Linked DNA regions of Mus musculus: region 1 is linked to region 2. A link is a contact called in public ChIA-PET data. All regions are on one chromosome and are shown on one strand. Each heading gives the region's core, a stretch centred on a gene start, on an enhancer-like site or on the middle of the called end of the contact. The rest is flanking DNA. Distances are from core to core; before and after follow the strand shown.

The links. ChIA-PET counts read pairs in DNA pulled down with a chosen protein or histone mark.
Region 1: an RNA polymerase II ChIA-PET map of memory CD8 T cells shows a contact between it and region 2, with 6 read pairs. The contact joins two enhancer-like sites. A contact is called at or near these places in 1 of 115 datasets of contacts at active chromatin or transcription factors (memory CD8 T cells) and 2 of 9 other capture datasets (adipose tissue and pancreatic islet).

The regions. Positions count from the first base shown.
Region 1 is chr16:33,400,981-33,406,884 of GRCm38.p6, forward strand. The region is part of intron 1 of Zfp148 (zinc finger protein 148); the gene reads left to right. Among named protein-coding and RNA genes, the nearest start is that of Zfp148, 23 kb to the left of the region's middle. Within about 2 kb of position 3,176, at least 21 of the 459 cell types and tissues checked have an H3K27ac peak or open chromatin away from gene starts, as enhancers often do. A contact at or near this core is called in memory CD8 T cells, where this site is marked.
Region 2 is chr16:33,197,806-33,204,398 of GRCm38.p6, forward strand. The region is part of intron 2 of Osbpl11 (oxysterol binding protein-like 11); the gene reads left to right. Among named protein-coding and RNA genes, the nearest start is that of Osbpl11, 16 kb to the left of the region's middle. Within about 2 kb of position 2,201, at least 20 of the 459 cell types and tissues checked have an H3K27ac peak or open chromatin away from gene starts, as enhancers often do. A contact at or near this core is called in memory CD8 T cells, where this site is marked.

The DNA.
Region 1 (5,904 bases), core at 1,926-4,425, 200 kb after region 2:
ATTTTAAATAAGTTATACAGGATTTTAGAACTCATAAATCTAAAAATATGTTAGCAATTGCCTTTTGGGTGTCCGAGGCAGACCTCAGTTTTTCTGAATTTCTGGATAGCATTATCAGCATGGTATGAGTGTAGAACCTCCCCGTGAGTGAGTGCATAGTGTTTGAGATTACCAGTGTGTTCACAGCTGGGAATAGACCGGGTCTCTTCTTCCCAGTCTGCTGACCTATCCAAGAATAGACTAATGAAACTGGCTATTTATTTGTTTGGAGGGAAATATGGCCGAATTGGTTTTATAGTAAGCATTAAAAAGCTAAGAAAAATGAATGTGGCAATGTTTAGTTTATTGTTGAAATGTATAAACTTAAGAGTAATTTATTTGCATGGAATTTCTTTGGCCTTTGAAAAAACAACAAAGGCTTGAATATTCCTCAGTGTTGATTCCTTTTATGGGATTTGTGCTGCATTTGAATTTGATTAAATAGATCGATGGAGATACTTGGCATTTAACTGGGTGGATGTGTTTTTCATGTGGATATTTTCAGTGGTTACAAGTAACTTGAAAGCTTAGCCTTTTCAGAAATGCCAAGGAGAAAAGGAATTATGTTAATAGTAATCTCAGTTAAAAACCTTCCTGCCTGGCCATTACACAGGGCCGTGGTGCTAGAACTCAGGGGGCTTGAGCAGGAGGATCACCACTTCTAGGTAAGTGTAGGCTTGATAGCCAGACTGTCTCCAAACAAGAAAAACAGGAAAACCTTTGGCCCTCCTTATGGGGGATGCTTAACAAGGCACAGATAGAAATGTTTATGACTCTCTCCCACAGCTTTGAACAATACCAAGTTTAAATTTTATATGTGTATGGGCGTTTTGCCTGCATGAATGTGTACCAGAGGCCAGGGTGTCAGACCCTCTGGAACTGGAGTTATAGCTGATTGCGAGCTGCCATGTGGGTGTTGGGGATTGAACCTGGGTCTTCTGGTAGAGCGGCAGCTGTTCTTACCTGTGGAACCATGTCTCCACTCTCTCTCCAACAACTTGATGTGCTCTTAAACTATTTGGTTAGTGGCCTTTTTGTTTTGTTTTGGAGATTGGGTTTCTCTGTAGCCTTGGCTGTTCTGGAACTTGCTGTGTAGACCAGGCTGATCTCAACTCTGCCTCCTTAGTGCTGGGGTTTAAGACCTGTGTCACCACTGCCTAGCTATATTTTAATTTGCTTACTTTATTGGAAAAATTATTTTGGAATTTTAGGAGTGGAGTTGGATGTAACATAAATTGGATGTATACATATTATATTCATATATAATATATGTTATATATCTTGTATGTTATATATGTAGTATACATTGTATTATATATACATAATATGTTATGCCTCATGTAATATGTATATTATATGTAATAAAGGTATTATATGGTTTAATATATTACACATATTAAATATTTAATATATTATTATTATTTTAATTTTTAATTTTTAAGACAGGGGTTTCTTTGTGTAGCCTTGACTGTCCTGGAACTAACTCAGTAGACCAGATTGGCCTTGAACTCAGAGAGATCCTCTTGCCTCTACCTCCCAAGGGTGGATTAAAAGGTATGTGCCACCAATGTCTGGCTCATAAATTGTATATTTAGTGAATTGTTTTCATATTATGTAAGCAGTGTATTGTTAGAGGAAGAAGTATCAATAGGCTTCTCTTTATGTTAAATCCTCTCCATGGTGATGCTGTTTAAAAATACTCTCAACCAAATCAAACCAAATCAAACCAAACCAAACCAAACCAAATCAAACCAAACCAAACCAAACCAAACCAAACCAAACACACTTACACGCACGCACAGAGAGTAAAAGGGCAAAATACAAGTTATTAGCTAAGCCTGCTGAAAATCATTTTGTATTTCTTTATTTTTAAAGTTTAATTATTGTGTAAATGTACATGATGTGTGTGTGGGGTCTGAGGACAGCTTTGTGGAGTCAGTCCTCTCCTGCCTGGTTAGAAGGGGTTGAGTTTAGGCTGTTGGGGTTTACAGGAAATGCCTTTACCCACTGAGCCCAGAAATCATTCTATAGAATCACGTTGATTTTTCAGAATTGAAATGCATGTTAGCAAAGAAAAACAAGAGAAACTCTTGTTAATACTTTGGTTTATAGATGAAATGGCTTTCTTACATTTTTATTAATGTTGTAGACAAATTTAAATAGAGGAAAGAAAGCAAAGTCTTAGAAACTCTACAATTAGCAGTTGTTGGCCATTCTTGTTTCATCTAGACTTCCACCTATTCTGTTTCCTGCCTCTTCCTTATGTATTTCTTTAAGATTTTCTTTACTTGTGTGCATATGTGCATCTTGGGAGTATGTGCACATGCTTGTGTGTGAGCAGAGGCTGGAAGACTGTGTCAGACCCTTTAGAGCTGGAGTTGGCAGGCATTTGTGTTATTACATAGATGCTGGGATCTGAACTCCAGCTCTCGTGGGCTTTGTAGCAAACACTTAACTGCTGACTCATCTCCTACCTTTCCTCTCAGTATTTTGTTTATTTACTTGAAAGAGAAGAGGGTAGAGGGAGAGAATGTATGTGTGTGTATATCTGTCTGTCTATGTCCATGCGTGCATGCACCCATTGCCCTGGCTTACCTGTTGAGGTCAAATGACAGCTTGTAGGAGTTCAATCTTGCCCTCTACCTACCATGTGGGTTCCGAGGAGCAAAGTCTCAGGCCCCTAGGGTTGGCAGCAAGTGCATTTTACTTGCCAAACCTGCTGGCCCCACAACTCTTGCTATTTTTAGGATAACTTTATTTTGAAAAAATTATAGGAAGTGGCTATGCAACAGGGTGTGGTGGTTCACACCTGTAATTCCAGCCGGCAGGAAAACAAACATATTTCTCTGACTTTGAGGGCAGCCTCGTTTATATAGTAATATCCAGGCCAGGTAGGGCTACAAAATCAGACTCTGTCTCAAAAATAAAACAAAACCAGAAAGACTGCTGTGCTTCCTTCATGATGTAAGTTACCAAACCCAGAAATCGACAGTGGGACTTTCCCCTTAATAAGAATACTAAGTTTGTAGTTTTATTTGTTTGTTTAAAATTTTTTTAGACCTACACTGCTTGTGTATGTATAATTTTGTGCCGTTTTTTCTCATGTAGAAAGGTATGTAGTCACTACATTGAAGATATAAAACTTGAGTCACAACAAAGGCCACCCCTCTTGCCACACCCTAAGATTGTCCCTTCACAATGTGGCTCCCTGACTCCTGGCATCCTGCCCCCCTAGCTCTGTGGGTTCCATTTCCTTGGTATGTAGTGTAAGTTAAAGAAAGACACTTGGTGTAACCTTTCCCCAGTGAGAGCTTGTTTGTGGTGTATGTGTGTGTGTGTCCGTGCTGAGGCCAGAGGGAGGACTAGCATTCTTGTTGCTCTTTGTCCCATTTCAGTGAGACAGGGTCTCCTGCTGAACCTGCAGCAAGGCTAGCGGCCTGCAGTCCTTTCTTCACCCCTCACAGGGCCCGGATTACAGAACACCTGGCTTTTTATGTGAACTCTGGAGATTTGAACTCAGGTCTTTGTGTTTACAGAGCCAGTGCCCTTATCTACTGAGCCATCCCTGAGCCCTGAGGGATGTTTAGTGTTTTCCATTGTAAACCAAGGGCTAGTGCAAATTTGTACAGGCAATATGAGGATTTTCTTAAAAAAAGATTTATTTATTATATGTAAGTACACTGTAGCTGTCTTCAAACACATCAGAAGAGGGAGTCAGATCTCGTTAAGGATGGTTGTGAGCCACCATGTGGTTGCTGGGATTTGAATTCAGGACCTTTGGAAGAGCAGTCAGTGCTCTTAACCGCTGAGCCATCTCCCCAGCCCCCAAAATATGAGGATTTTATGTAAATAAAAGCTCCCCCCTTTTCTGAAATAGGTGTTCAATGGCAAAATTGCTGAGTTGTGTGCTAAGTGTGTATTTAGTTACTTGCTGTGATGGCTAATGGTTTTAATCATCTTTTTATGTTTTTATTCTCTTCAGATTTTTTGTGTGTGTGTGTGTGAAATGCTTGATATCTTTTGTTGCATCAGGATAATTTGCTTATTTGCTATTGAGTTTTGAGAATTCTTTATAGAATAGTTTCTACTTAAGACCTTTTGTTTGTTTTGTTTTTGTTTTTGGAGACTGGGTTTCTCTATGTAGCCCTGGAACTTATAGACCAAGCTGACCTTGAACTCTTAGAGACTCACCTGAACGCCTGGCTTAAAGGTGCAAGTCACCACCTGTCTATTTAAGACTTTTGTTAGATGAGCTTTACGGATACTTTCTTTAAGTCTATAAGCAGAGTAGACTGCTTTTAAAAATGATCTTAGAAATGTCATCTTGACAAGGTCTTTAATTTGGGTATCAGATCTGATTTATTTTCATTCATGGAGGGTAGCACACCTCTGGTGCCAAGGTCTGTAGTCCTTTGCTTCAGTTCTCAAGAAGTTCTTTGTATCATATTTAAATTCATGATCCCTTCTGACTTTGAGACATGGTTGTATGGCTTAGAGGTTGGTTTTGTTTGGCTTCTAGGTGTCTAGTCACAACACCTTAGTTCCTCAGTTATCCTTTCTCAGTCGAACTGTTTTTGCTTCTTTGTCAAAATCTGTTGCAATGTGTGTGTTCATGTTGGAGCTCTGATCTGCTCAGTGATCTGTGTGTCCTCTGTCTTCAGGACCTTGCTTACGGTGTGCTCCTGAAGGCTGGCAGGGCTCCTGGTACTTTGTTCTGGGTCAAGACTATTGCAGCTTCTCTGGCACTTTTGCCTTTTCATATAAAGTTTAGAATTTCATAATATGTGTGAACAATACCTCGACAAGAGCTTGGTAGGAATTCATTAAGCTCGGTTTAGCATAGATTGCTTTATTATGTAGACTTTTAATCCGTGACCAGGAGCTTTATAGAAATTTTACCAAGTTTGTGGTTCAGTTTGGGATGAATTTACTTTTTTATGTAGACTTTCTTTTTTGTTTTTGTTTTGTTGTTGTTGTTTGTTTGTTTGTTTTTGAGACAGGACTTTGATATTTGGCCCTGGCTGGCCAGGAACTTAATCAGTAGATCTGCCTGCCTTTGCCTCTGGGGGTGGGCTGGAATTAATGGACTGCATCACCACTGCCCTAGCCTATTATGTTAGCGATTCCTGGTTATTTAGATCTATCATTTTTGAAACACATTCTAAGAACCATTGAGTTTTCCTTAAACATATTTGAAGTATTTTTAACATACCATTTAATTCATATACTATAAACAGAGTGATAAAGTTTTTAGAATAACACAGAGCTATGTGGCCATCACTGTAATCAAGTTTAGAATATGTAGCATATAAAATATTTAGAATATTTTCACTATCTTAAAAAGAAACCACCCTTATTTCTGCTTCCTCTTAGTGCCTGGAAATCTACTTCTAGGAGTTTGTCTGTTTTGAACATTATCTATCTATCTATCTATCTATCTATCTATCTATCTATCTATCTATCTAAAATCTACTTCTAGGAGTTTGTTTTGAACATTATCTATCTATCTATCTATCTATCTATCTATCTATCTATCTATCTATCCATCCATCCATCCATCCATCCATCCATCCATCCATCTATCTATCTAGAAGTTGCTGTTACTCTTTCTGCTTCTAGGGATTTGTCTGCCTTGAACATTCTGTCTGTCTGTCTGTTTCTCTCTCTCTCTCTCTCTCTCTCTCTGTAGTCCTGGCTGTCCTGGAACTCACTCTGTAGGCCAGGCTGCACTCAAACTAAGAGATCTTCTGCCTCTCTAGTGCTGGGATTAAAGGCGTGCCACCACTGCCTGGTTGTTTTGAACATTTTAATGGAATCATAAAGTGAATGGATTTCTGTGCCCTGTTTATTATGCTCTTACATGAT
Region 2 (6,593 bases), core at 951-3,450:
GCCCAGGATGAGCCCAAGCTCTTAAACCCCAAATAATTCTTCTGGCCTTAGTATCTGGAGTCGGTCGCTAGGACTATAGACATGTGTACTTTTGCCTATTTCTATCCTTTTATTCTAACCAGCAAAAGTTTGTGCACAGGGTTCTTATTTCTCTGCACCCCCCTTACCTCTCAGGGTCCTCATTTTTCCCCCTCTCAATGCTGGGGTACAGGCATACACAGCCATGCCAGACACTTATGTGGGTGACAGTGACTTGGACTCAGGTCCTTGTGCTTGGAAGTACATGCTCTCACTCACTGAACCATCTCCCAGCCCTCAGTTATTCTTTAAAGTAATAAAACTAAAATTCATAAACAACTAATTTTGAGTCCAAAGTCTATTTTTATAGACAGATTATTTTCACAGAACCATGTATTATGCTGTTTATAATTCGCATGCGTTTGGAGATTCTGCAACCATGATGGGGTAACACGAGTTGTGTTTTTCTTCCTACCTCAAAACAACACAACCAGAAATAATACATGAAAGAATTTCTTTCTTTTTGAAAGAATGTTTTTCATACACTGTAAAGAATAACAGAAATGCCCATGGAAAATAGGAGTTTTTAAAAAGAAGCCATGGCGCATACATTCCCACCCTCCCACCAGACATACACACAAATCATACAAATAAGGACAAAACCATTTCTTTTTTTTTTTTTTTTATTCTTTTTCTTTTTTTTTTGGTTTTTTGAGACAGGGTTTTTCTGTAGCCCTGGCTGTCCTGGAACTCACTCTGTAGACCAGGCTGGCCTCGAACTCAGAAATCCGCCTGCCTCTGCCTCCCGAGTGCTGGGATTAAAGGCGTGCGCCACCACGCCCGGCTCATTTCTTAAAAAGAACAAAAACGCCTTCACATTGCATTTCTGACCGCTGTGTTGGAGGTCGTGAAGCACTGCATAAACAGATTAGCTCTTGAGTGTGGGATGGAGAGGTTGAAGGATGAGATGGGAATGGAGGGATTAAGACGCTGTTGAGAAGCCAGAGGCTTAGGGAGCTCTGTGGCTTGCCAAGCTACCTCTTCTGTGCATTGCAAAAAGATTCTCAAGGGACAAAAGCATTCGGCCTTTGCCATCTATTCAAGGCAGTGTCCTTCCCTCTAAGTCATTTCTATTTTGACCAAAAGCAGCTTTGAGCAGGCTGGAAATACCTACCTAGCATGAGTGTGCTCTAGAAAGTATTGCTTGATGACTGCTAAGATAGCTCAGTTGACAGGCCAGCAGGAAGGCTCAGGGGCACCCACATGGAGGGAGGAAAAGACTCCTGCAAGCTGTCTTCTGACCTCTACAAATGCACCATGGCACAGTCGTGCATACACCACATACATGAATGGATGTAATACAAAAAAGATGGCTCAGTTGGCAAATCACTTGCCAGCCACATAGGCTTGAGGACCCAAGTTTGATCCTCTAAGCCTATGTTTAAAAGCCAGGCATGGTGGCTCACACTTGTAATACCATCACTGGGCAGCCATCTAAAATGGAGAGTTCCAGGCCATTTTGAGATCCTGTCTCAAAAATAAGGTGGATAGCATTCTTGAGAAATGATACCCGAGGTTGTCTCTAGCCTAGCCTGCAAACAGTTTACACGAAACAGTTAATAACTTGAGCTGGGCATGGTGCTATATGTCTAATTGCAGCACCCAGGACTGAGGTGGAGGATCAGGTGTTTAGAACTGTCCACAGCTACGGAGGGAGTCGGAGGCCAGTGAGGAGTGGCCCTGTCTGTGCTCTTTCGCCTCCACCCTACCCCCGAAAGAATGGCTGGCTCCGGAATAGTTTCCTGACCCCACTTGCTTTCAGTTTGGACTCTAGACCTTGAAGGCATCTCAGGATCTATGCATGGCTTCTGGAAGCCTCTGGAAGGTCGGAGCAGAGGAGCACGCAGCTGTCTTCCTGTTAGAGCCATCACTAGTGTTTGTTTGTTTCTGAGTTAGAATACCGTTGTGTGTGGTGAGGTTTAAGGAGTGGATGCCCCTGAAGCATGACATAGTTACTTCTTCAAACTAGCGGTCTTTCACTCTGCAGTTGTAAAGGCAAACAAACCAAACCCACAGCACCTTGCCGTATCTCCCTTTAACAAGAATGGTGAGTGTTGTGCAGAATGTTAACCTCCAGTGGACTCAGCCCTGACTCAGACCTGTCTAGTGTATCGCGCAGGCCAGCCTGCTAGGACATACCTAGATGAAGAGTCTAGTGCCTTTGAAGAAGTTGGCTGGCTTTCCCTCCCTCACTGTGTGGGCCATCTTTCTCTAGTCTGTACACTTCTTTTTCCTCCTGCTACAGGGGCCTTGAACCACAGGCCTTGCATGTGCTAAGGAAGTTCTGCACTGAGCTGTCTCTTTAGCCTTTGTCTATTTTTAATTTTGAAGTTTTATCTCAGTAAGTTGCCTAGACAGGCCTTAAATTTGGAATCTGCCTCGGCCTTCTAAATGCTAGGATTATGGCCAAAGAACCAACACACTTGGCTTGGATGATTTTTTTTTTCTTCAATATAATATTTCTATTGATTCTTTGGGAATTTCACATCATATGCCCGATTACACTCGCTTCCTAGTCCTTCCAAGGGAGTGTCCCCACTTCTCTCATTGCACCACTAACAAAACAACGAAGCAAACCCAAAACAGACAAACCAAAAAAAAAAAACAACCAAGTCCATTTCGTGTTACCTGTATACTCACTGGTACATGGTCAAACTCTCAGTGGCCTGCCTCTCAAATAGAACTGAGTCATTTGCTTCCCGAGTCCCCACCAGAGCCGTCAGGTGTGGAGAGCTGACGTCATCGTCCTTATCACACTTTTTTTAAAAAACAGTTTTAGAGCTTTATTGTAGAAAGGCAGGGAGAAAGAGAGAAGATAGAAAGACAGAGAAACCTGCCATGGCCACGTGGAGAGGGGAGAAGGGAGAGAGAGAAGCAAGGCTAGAGATGAGAGTAAAAGTGAGAGTTTAAGAGCCCTTATCACACTTGTAAGACTTCTCTTCGATGGCTTCCTGTTTAGACTGTTACTTTTTGGGGGGTTGGGGTGGTGAAGGGGAAGGAGTCGTCAGGGAAGCCTTCTTCTGTGTTCTTTTCTCAACTGTGCGTGTGCAGTTATCAGTGTCACTGCCAAGGTAGACTCCTTGCTCTTTACAGTCAGCGGGAACACAAATCATGGACTTCCACATAGTTTTTGGTGACAGCTCTGACCATGAACATGGCCCTTGCCTGCAATAGGACCATGGACTCAGACAAGTTCCTCAGAGGCCCTGACCACAGACATCAAACATGGTCTCCAGTGGCTGTATAGACAATTCACACCAACATACAACCTGTGCACATCAGCATGGTCTCAGGCTGTAGCACTGACCACAGATAGCTGCTTGGCCTTCAGTGGTAAAAGGGGCCACAGACATCAGCACAGACCCCGGCCTTAATAAGACCACAGATCATTGGTGGTCTTTGGTGGCAGCATGGGACCTGACATCACCATGGCTTCAAGTGGCAGTACAAGCCACTCAATGACACCTCAACTACAGCACAGCCCACAGACATCAACTTGGACAGGCCCTGGCTGCCACAGGGCTGCTGACCCTCACACAGGCCTCAGTGGCACCATGGGCTACACTGGTCCTGGGAAGAGATCCAGGACATGAAGTGAACTGTTCCTCATTCCGGGCCTACATTATTGCTGTCACTCCCAAGGTCAGACTCCGTGTTGAGGACCTGAGGGCTAAGTCTACTGTGTAAGCTGCAGGCTACTACTGCATACCATCCTGTGACTCCACTGGGCAGTGACATGTTCCCCTGGTGACCTCAGCTCTCACACCTGTCACTACCCTGATGACTCCAGTTCCACCTCTCTCCACAGCTTCTTGGTCACATATTGTTTCTTCCTAGTGTTGCTGGTTGGCCTGGGCATCATGAGCATGGGCAGGGGTGGGCTTCTGGTTGGCTAAGGTGGCTCCCTTTTTTTTTTTTTAGTGGAAGATTCATATAGACATTTTATAAAAACAGGTTTAGAAACTTAAGATCATATTAATGGCTGCTTGTGGGACAGTGGAGCTTGCCAGGAAACTGTACGGTAGAGTAGGTCTGAGTCCCCGGAAACTCAGGTACACACCTGAGATGGCAGGCGGCTCCCTGCTCCCTGCCAGACTCCTGGCCTGGAACACATGCTACACTTCCCACATAAGGAAACTTGAGGTCATGTAGGCCCAGAACAGAGTTGTCCATGCTAATGAGGTAACCTAGAGGTCTGAGGGTTTAGCCAATATCTCCCCTTCCCAGACATTCTTTTCAACAGAAAGGTATTTAATCTCTGGTCCACCCTGAGAAGTTGGTATATATCTATTTTCTACGAGTTAATAAGCAATATGGATAGACATGGATTGTCTGTTTCATCAAGAAATGCTGTGGGGGTGCATAGATAAGGCCTCCGCCTGTAGAGCCTCAACCTAAGCTTCTTGTGGAAGGCCTCTGCGCTTCCAGACAGCCTCCAGACAACTTCCACCAAGCTAAGGACAATCACTGATGAGCTAAACTGGAGCTCCCATTCCCCCCAGACCTGGCCTAGACACCATCCTCAGCCTGCAGGCCCCCAACTCCGCTCCCAGCTCCTTGGGACTCAGCGATGCCTAGATGCCCAGGAGTTTGGGAGTCCTAGTCCAGGTCTTACTGTGGGCCCAGGGACTGTCATGCTTATTTCCCAACTTCTCTGTGCAGCTCTCCAGCAGTGACAGGAGGCCTAGAAGTCAGAGAATCCCAACATCTTAGATTGTGTCTTTCCACCCCTGGAGAGTGGTCTCAGCACTTCCCTGAAGCCCAGCACCAGACATTGGGGGCGTAGGATATGGATAAGTGCAGTTAAGCTCCCTGAGTTTCAGTCACGCTCCCAGAATCGCTGTCCCAGCAGCTGAGCCCAGTGGTGATTGGTCGGAATGTGGACTCCCCACAGCTGCTTTATGTTAATTCAAACGATCCCTTTAAATCTTTGAAAAAAATAACTTAAAAATGAGCAAAGATGTGATTGGCAGTTTATAATGTTTAGCACACACATGAAAACGTTTTGAACTCAACTCCGCCAATAATTAATGAAATGTGAGTTTAAGATTACAAAAATGTCACTGGTTGGAGCTCAGTCAGTAGAATGCTTGCCTATTGTGCATGCATGAGGTGCTGCATGAGATCCTCAGAGCCACAATCAGCTGTGTGGTATACCTGGAGACAGAGACAAGGAGATCCTAATTTAAAGTCATCTTTGACTACATAGAGAGTTTGGGGCTTGCCCGGGATATATGAAACCCTGTCACAAAAAACAACAACAAAGCCAAAGAAACAAGGAGCTGCAGAATTATTCAAGTTAAATTTTTATTAAAATCTGAAAACACATTTTTCCAGGTTCAAAAGCTTAGGAGGAAGCTGAATATGGTAGCACACGCCTTTAATCCAAGCGTCCTGGAGGCAGAGGTGGGACAACCAGGGTTGTGTAGAGAAACCCTGTCTCAAAACAATAAAAAACTTTAGTCAAAAAGTCTGTGTTCTATCTTTCTTCTTAAGCAGTTTTAACCTTTTTATTTTTTTATCAACACAAGGCTGATTCCGTTCTCTTTGACTCCTTTGATGCGATCTTTCTCTGTCACTTGAGACGGTGAACGTCTTCCTGGCTCGTGAACTGGCTCACACTCTGCACCAGGTTCTTTTATGAATGTGGCTTTTCTGTAGAATGCTAAAAAACCTTCCAGAAAAAACCCAAGCATAAATTTTGAGAAATTCAAACCTTTTTGTAACTTTTAAAGAAGAGATCTATTAACACCACTTAAATTGGGATCTGAATTGGTGCATCCTAAACTAGCCAGTCTATAATTGAATCAGAACATTAAATTCTTTTCCAAAGTCCACCAGTGTTCCATCAAATTCTTTGCCAAGGTATATCAGTATTTCATCATTTAATCTCAAGTTCCCTGAGTTTCTGTGTCTCTAGTTGCAGTCTTTTCATTTTTAAACAGGGCAAGTCACTTGTGACCTATCTAAAGGTTCAGTCACAACATCCTTCTGTGTGACATTATTCCCAGTGTATATTTCACTGGTTACATCTTAGATCACACTCATCTCTTTGATTACTGAGGCTTATTTTTTTTTTAAGATTTATTATTCTTTTGTGTGGGTGGGTGGGGAGGTGAGTAGGTTGGTAGGTAGATAGGAAGGAGGTAACTGTAGAAACCACAAAACGGTGTTGGATCCCCTGGAGTTAGGTGTTAGGATCCAAACTCCTGTCATCTGCAAGAGCAGCGTGTGTTCTTAACCACGGGGACATCTCTGCAACTCCCATATTCACGTCTTACCTGGCATTATGCCAGCCTAGAGTTCATATTTTGTCATAGTATGACCATAGTATGTCCCTTGTCTGCAGCTTATCGGGGAGAGATGTTCCTCCAAAGGAGGGCTGTGTCTTGTTTCTTTCTGTACTTACTGTGTTCTAGCCTGAGAAGCACTTCTGGGGCTAGCGATGGGGCTTCGGTGGAGTGTCTGTCTGCCTAGGGTATATGAGGTCCTGGGTTTGATCTTCTGGACCACAA